Regions from separate parts of the Oryctolagus cuniculus genome. Here region 1 is linked to region 2. A link is a contact called in public Hi-C data. All regions are on one chromosome and are shown on one strand. The core of a region is the stretch at or near the end of the contact, and the rest is flanking DNA. Distances in the headings are between cores, read along the strand shown. Region 1 overlaps LOC138843768 (a long non-coding RNA gene). Region 2 overlaps SCEL (sciellin).

Evidence for each region. A called contact is a pair of places that touch in the nucleus more often than the background predicts.
Region 1: a contact with region 2 is called in a Hi-C map of embryonic fibroblasts, with 6 times the contacts expected there. The contact joins two enhancer-like sites. A contact is called at or near these places in 4 of 6 Hi-C or Micro-C datasets (ear pinna, embryonic fibroblasts, liver and 1 more).

Annotation. Positions count from the first base shown.
Region 1 is chr9:34,916,446-34,920,168 of mOryCun1.1, reverse strand. The region is part of intron 2 of LOC138843768 (a long non-coding RNA gene); the gene reads left to right. Among named protein-coding and RNA genes, the nearest start is that of SCEL, 55 kb to the right of the region's middle. Within about 2 kb of position 1,533, at least 1 of the 8 cell types and tissues checked has an H3K27ac peak or open chromatin away from gene starts, as enhancers often do.
Region 2 is chr9:34,843,291-34,847,337 of mOryCun1.1, reverse strand. SCEL (sciellin) reads left to right here. Exons shown (of 34, transcript XM_008260072.4): 4 at 1,697-1,756. Among named protein-coding and RNA genes, the nearest start is that of SCEL, 18 kb to the left of the region's middle. Within about 2 kb of position 1,562, at least 2 of the 8 cell types and tissues checked have an H3K27ac peak or open chromatin away from gene starts, as enhancers often do.

The DNA of each region.
Region 1 (3,723 bases), core at 284-2,783, 73 kb before region 2:
TACAACACCCTTTCATGATGAAAACTCTAAGCCAACTGGGTTTGGAAGGAACATTCCTCAATACAATCAAAGCAATCTATGAAAAACCCACAGCCAACATCCTATGGAATGGGGAAAAGTTGGAAGCATTTCCACTAAGATCTGGTACCAGACAGGGATGCCCACTCTCACCACTGCTATTCAATATAGTTCTGGAAGTTCTAGCCAGAGCTATTAGGCAAGAAAAAGAAATTAAAGGGATACAAATGGGGAAGGAAGAACTCAAACTATCCCTCTTTGCAGATGATATGATTCTTTATTTAGGGGACCCAAAGAACTCTACTAGGAGAATATTGGAACTCATATAAGAGTTTGGCAAAGTAGCAGGGTATAAAATCAATGCACAATAATCAACAACCTTTGTATACACAGGCAATGCCATGGCTGAGGAAGAACTCCTAAGATCAATCCCATTCACAATAGCTACAAAAACAATCAAATACCTTGGAATAAACTTAACCAAGGATGTTAAAGATCTCTATGATGAGAAATACAAAATCTTAAAGAAAGAAATAGAAGAGGATACCAAGAAATGGAGAAATCTTCCATGCTCATGGATTGGAAGAATCAACATCATCAAAATGTCCATTCTCCCAAAAGCAATTTATACATTCATTGCAATACCAGACAAGATACCGAAGACCTTCTTCTCAGATCTGGAAAAAATGGTGCTGAAATTCATATGGAGACACAGGAGACCTTGAATAGCTAAAGCAATCTTGTACAACAAAAACAAAGCTGGAGGCATCACAATACCAGATTTCAGGACATACTACAGGGCAGTTGTAATCAAAACAGCATGGTACTGGTACAGAAACAGATGGATAGACCAATGGAACAGAATTGAAACACCAGAAATCAACCCAAACATCTACAGCCAACTCATATTTGATCAAGGATCCAAAACCAATCCCTGGAGTAAGGACAGTCTATTCAATAAATGGTGCTGGGAAAATTGGATTTCCACGTGCAGAATCATGAAGCAAGACCCCTACCTTTCACCTTACACAAAAATTCACTCAACATGGATTAAAGACTTAAATCTACGACCTGACACCATCAAATTACTAGAGAGCATTGGAAAAACCCTGCAAGATATAGGTACCAGCAATGACTTCTTGGAAAACACCCCAGAAGCACAGGCAGTCAAAGCCAAAATCAACTATTGGGATTGCATCAAATTGAGAAGTTTTCAGTTAATTTTATACTCATAAGATTAACCCTACACTAAGTAGAGAGTTCACTGAATAGTATGAATGAAAAGAAAAAAAAAGAACAGAAACAAACAAACAGATTTAAGCTAAGCAAGCATCATAGAGAATCTTGTGGAGAATCAGTAATATCATCTTGTATCTTTGAGTCCTCATTCAGATTGATTCTGTGAACTTTTGCATTAATCATTTTGTTACTGATGTTAAAGAATTCAGCTGCTCAGTACGTCTCCATGGAGTGGTGCTAGAGAGTCAAGTATTTAATATTATCAACAGCAAGCTTGATTAATAGTTATATTGTTTGTTTCATGAATGACTGCTGGGTATTGGTGTCCAAACTGAAATTACAATCTGTTTGTTTGGAATGGTTTCAATGAGTGTTACCACACAGCAAGAGAAGAGTGATTTATGCAAAGGTTTCTCTTCTAGTGCATTTGATTCAGAACCTACCAGTTCAGCTACACAGAGTGTATTCACTTTTGTCCTTGAGCTGAGTGATTCTAAATTTGATCCTGAGCATTAAAGTATAAAGAGATTTCCTTCTATTTGATGTAGTTCTTTGTTAACAACATTAAGAAAAGAAATGTCAGTTTTCTTTTCTAAATACAGCCTGAGTTATACACATTAATTTTCTTTTCTCTTTGTTATAAAAATATTTTCTCCTATAAAATATGTTATTTATTTTATAAAATATGAAAATTCAGAAAAGTAGCAAGGAAATTAGTTCTCTATTGATGAAATTACCAGAAACGTAGTAGCTTAAATCAGCATGCACACACATGTGTTATCTTTCAGCTTCTGTGGGCCAGGCGTCTCGCCGTGGTGTGACTGAGTCCTCTGCTGGAGTGTCACTCAAGGTGCTGGCCAGGGCTGTGGTCTAGCTGATGTGGTGTCTGAGTCCCAGCTCAAGTCGCTGTGGTAGAATTCATTTTCTGAAGCTGTAAACTCATGGTAGCTTGCTTCTTTAAGGCCACAGCAGTCTGTCTTTTCAGAGGAGACGTAGACTCCCTTTCAGATAACTCACCCAGGACTAGATAGTACCCACCCAGGGTATTCTCCTTGTTCATAAACTCAAAGTCAAGTTATTAGAGACTTTTAGTATTTCTGTGAAATACCTTCATTTTCCCCCAACATATAGTGTAGTATAATTGTAGGAGTAATATCACTTTCAAAAATCTAGCCAATACCCAAGGGAAGGAATTCTTTATAGTTTAGGTCATCTTGGAATTCTTTCAATTGTGGGGGAAAAAAACTATGCATAGAAACAACTGTCTTGATATTTTAAAGTATTTCTTTCCTATGGATTTTTTCCTAGGTAGATTTTTTTTAAGAAAAGAATTATTTTATTGACTTGAATGACCAATTTGCATGCACACATAGAGAGAGAGAGGTCTTCCATCCATTGGTTTACTCCCCAAATGGCTGCAACAGCCAGGGCTGGGCCAGGTTGAAGCCATGAGCCAGGAGCTTCTTTGGGTCTTCCACATGGGTGCAGGGCCATCTTCTGCTGCTTTCCCAGGTGCACTAGAAAGGACCTGGATTGGAAGTGGAGCATCCAGGACTCAAACCAGCACCCATACGGGATGCTGGTGCTGCAGACCTTGGCTTATTCTGCTGTCCCACAGCACTGGGGCCATGCAGAGTGTTCTGAACATAGCTGGCATTGTTTTGCATGACATTTGCATTTGTTTTTTACTTTTTATTATGGAGACTTTCAAATAAGCACAAAAGTATAGAGAAGTCTAAACTCCTATGAACCTACCACCCTTCTGCTGTGCAAATATTTTAATGTCTACTCCTTTATTATCAGTACATCTATAATATGCACAATATATTAAAAGCTTCAAAGCATAATTCACTCATCTGTTCATAGAATTAGTATATCTTTGGGTGCTGACTGTATACTAGGATGAGTAATGAACAGAGAAATAGGCCTATCTTCAAAGAGCTTGTTATGAAAAGAAATTGACAATAAAAAGACAATTTAAATGTAGTATAATGAATGCTGTTTGGGATGTGAATGGAGAGTGCAATGGGAGGAAAAAATACCAAACCTAGTTTTGAGTAGTCATGGAATTTTCCCTAGGGGAAGTGACCCTAACCTGAAGTTTTATTAGTTTTCTAGCCCCCCCCCCCATTTTGTGCCCCTTTGATTGTCTCCACCAGTGTTAACAGTATCCACGCTCTGCTTCATTTCCTCTCTTACTATGCTAGCCTCCATGGAACATCATTAAGTAGTTATTACAGAAGTAGGAAAAAATGTAGATAACAATAATGAATTTAGAACAAAAAGATCAGGGAATGTGAGAAATTAATAGAAATTATTTTGATATTAATAAGCAAATGGTAGAAATATTGATATTATACCCTATAACAGCCAGGGCTGAACCAAGAGCCTGGAACTCAATCCAGGTCTCACCCCTAGTTGGCAGGGAGCCAAATAGTTGAACCATTACCTGTTAGCTCCTAGGGT
Region 2 (4,047 bases), core at 313-2,812:
TGTGGGCAGAGATCAGGGTTGCTAGTTTAAGTCCTGTAATGCACAGGACAGCCCCACAGCAAAATGTGATCAAAGCTGAGAAACTATGTTATAGGACACCAATTTCAAAGTTTGTATAAACTGTCCAGTTACGTTATTTGTAGGGCGTATTTGTAACTATTAAGTAAAAATACCTATTACTTTCTTTCATTTAATTTTATTGTTTTAAGGAAATATAAAGGTGCTTGGAGTCTAACTTCTGGAGTTATCATTGTTGGACAATAATCATTTCCTTCGGTGAAATAGCCCTTAGGGCTTCCGTTAGTCCAATGTGATGTTTCTGTTTTTCTGTAGTGGTATTGTGATGTCAAATGTAGATAATACATTTTGGTTTACAAATATTTACACAGATGAGTAACCATAGAGACATCTAAGACAAAACCCGGTTGGCAGAAATGTTGGCTTCGTATCAGGCAAGCCTCTCTAGAAAGGCCCACAATGCCAGCTTGCATGGCACTGCAGCTAATGATTGAAGGGAAAATTGGCTTTGATGCTTCCCATTTCCCACCGGCCTGGTTCCGGGCTGTTTGTTCTGATTCTTCTTAAGTAAAGACATACCTGGTGTCTCCTGTTTTCTCACAGATTTTCAGAATGGATACCAAGGAAGATGGAACAGTCATTGTGGGGTCTTTGAGGGGATATATTTGCTGGCATTCTTTCAGTTTCACTGTCCAGCTGTCTTTTTAATTGCTTACCACAATTCTTTTATAGCTTTATTAAAAATGGTTCCAGAGTGTTGAGTAATATTAGTGGTGCCAAACCAGGAACAATGTGGTGTTTCAGGTTTGGTTGGGTTGACATGAAAAAAATTCAGGTGGTTACTCTTGGCTTTAGCTCAAGTCCAAGAACTCTACTACATGTTTTGACATTTCCTGAAATTGCATGTACTTTCAGGGCTAGTGCACTAAATAAGAAAGACATGGCTTGGGAATTTTACGTATAAAAGTGTGTTGCAGAGTTGGCCAGTAAGAGAAGCAAAAGCTTGGAATAAAAAGATCCGCGACCCTGATCTACATCTATCACTTGCTGACTTTGTGGTCTTAAGAAAAATCCATGCTCTGTTTTCTCATCTGTGAATTGGATATGACAGTATTTACCCTGCTTAATTCATAGGGTTATTTTAAGGACCAAACAGAGAGCTATGTATTCTCATAGTTCAAAAACAGGCTTAATCTCCCGAGAATGTTGTTAGCCACAAATACCAGTATTTGCTTTTCTACAATTTGTCAAAGAAAACTGCCAAGTCCATTAAAATATCTAGATATAATGGAATTAATTGAACTTCAACAATATTTGTGGAAGTCTTTTTTTGCCTTCCTGTAGAAAAAGAGCTCTTCTAATATATACAAAGTCGATGGCCTTGTATTCCCACACTGTGATAAAACAACAACAAAACGAAACAAAACACTCATTCATTGTTGAATCATGTGGAAATCTCATGAGATAAATGATCTTCTGTACTGACAAACTTGTTTCTTTTTACCATGCTCTTGCAAGTAGTGACTGGTTAAAGCAGATTCATGGTTGTGTTCTTATGCCTGAAGTCAAATGATTAACCTTGCCAAACGTTGTGAGTTCTCTCCCTTCTCTTTTGTTCCGTGCTTAACTCCTATGTGGCAACTTTATGGTGTGATATAATTTTACTATTTCTTCTCAGAGATGAAAATTATGGTAGGGTGGTGCTCAACCGACACAACTCTCATGATGCCTTGGACAGGTGAGTATTTCACATCATTAGCAGGAACAAAAAGGTGTGTTATATTGCTAGCCTAAACACAAAGATGGTAGCTTTGAGAGAGGACTTGTATAGGATAGCTGAAGACTTTTAGCCAGCCTCAGGCTTTCCCAGTGTTCTGGGCACATGAAGGGGTATCTTCAATAGTATCAGGGATTTCCTTGGGGACAAGTGCATCTCCAGTTTTGTGCTCTCAGAGCAACAGCTCAGGGTGGAACATAATCAACCCTTGACCCACCCCACTAAGATGGTCCTCCTGATGTGTAGGGAAAGGACACTTAAAGCAGCATGACCTGATAACTTCTCTGTCAATCCTGAAGAGCTAACAACCCCAGAGTTTACTTGCTTTATGGGACAGTACATTGCTGCATGGAATCTCCTGCACCTGTGGGAAAATGATGATCCTCACTGACAAATAGACTCACAAATGCCATTTAGTAGGAAAATTCAGACAAAATTAGCAATCACTATGATGTAAATAATCTAGGTTGACCAAATAAATAATGTTCTCTAAAGCACATTTATGCTCACACATATACAAGCAATGACACCTATCTGAAGAACCTAGTTAGGTAGCAGAACCACATTTTATCTGGTTCAGTAGCTTGTGTCTATTGAAGTACTTAGTAAAAACGTGGGATTGTCTTTCATGTTGTAGATTTATAAAAGTTAGAGAGACACATTGACTTTGTCTATTATGGAAACTTTCATTAGTGAAGTTTTGTTAACTTTTTAAAGTCTTTTCACATTTTTACCTGTTATAATAAAGGTGTTAAGCTTACAACCCTTTATACAAGGTAACTGTTTCATTTTCCAGGACTATTCTTTGTTCAGCCAATTTACTGTTGTGTGACCTGGCAGACTATCTACCTATGCCTCCTCCTTAGTTTTCATGATTTTGAAGGTTAAAGCAGGGTTCTCAGATGGCCCTCATTTCATCAAACTAGGGGAGGCTGATCATTTGGGTTTAGTCAACAGTGGAAATTGCTCCTTGCCTTTATTTACCTTTCTCTGGAGACATTGGAGGATACAGCTAATTGTTTGGAATTGTAAGAAGAAAACTAAGCTTCAGATTCTTGGTATACATGTTAGTTTGTTTTCTGTTGCTATAACAAAATATTTTAGGCCAGGAAATTTGTAAGGAACAAGAGTTTATTTGGCTCGTGGTTCTGGAGGCTGGGAAGTCCAAGAGCCTGAATCCAGCATCTGCTTGGCATCTGGTGAGGGCCTCATGCTGTATCATCTCACAGTCAAGGTACATCACATGAGGAGAGGGCAGAGCGTGCCAACTGAAGTCTCTCTTTCCTTTCTGTTGAAGCCAATTATGTCACCATTGGAGCTCTACCCTTATGACTTCATCTAACCCTGATTACCTCCCAAAGGCCCTACCTCCCAATACCAGTAGCATATGAAGTTGAGGATTAAGTTTCTCACACACAGGAACTTTCGAGTAACATACTCAAACTATAGCAGAATATGCTACATTTTTAAAGATTTATTTATTTATTTGAAAGGCAGTGAGAGAGAGAGAGATATTCCATCTGTTGTTTCACTCCCCAGCTGGCCTCAATAGCCAGAGCTGTACTGATCTGAAGTCAGGAGCAGGGAGCTTCTTCCAGGTTCCAGGTCTCCCACACAGATGCAGCGGCCCAAGGACTTGGGCCACCTTCCACTGCTTTCCTAGGCCATAGCAGAGAGCTGAATGGGAAGTGGAGCAGCTGGGACTCAAACCAGTGCCCATATGGGATGCCAGCACTGCAGATGGCGGCTTTACCAACTACGCCACTGTGCTGGCCCCATGCAACATGTTTTATAAGCCTTTACACTTGCTGACCAGTATTTTGACTAAAGTAGCGCATCAATTTTTATGTTCAGTAACAAAAATTTGTAAGGTCTAGCCATTTTCCCATTGACCTACAACTAATATCACAGAATATATTTACCTAAAAGAGCAGGGAGATTATTTTTCTCCTGCTTACCAAAATGATAGCCTTTGTCAGTTTACTGTCCATTTTCAATGCTTTATTCACTTTGGTGTTTACTTAGCACCCCCCTTGGAGCACCTACTATGTGCTGCCATTGTGACAGGTCCTAAGACATAACCTTAAGGAGCTGCTGCTTTCATGGAAAAAGAGCTGAAACTGCAGTACTATACGTATATATGGATAGTGCTATTGTAAAGGTGTGTGAGGGGCCCTCCTTTGTCTATTTGCATTCAAACGTGCATGCTAGTGAACCACACCAGAATTTCACTCCAAGGTTTCCTTCAAAAA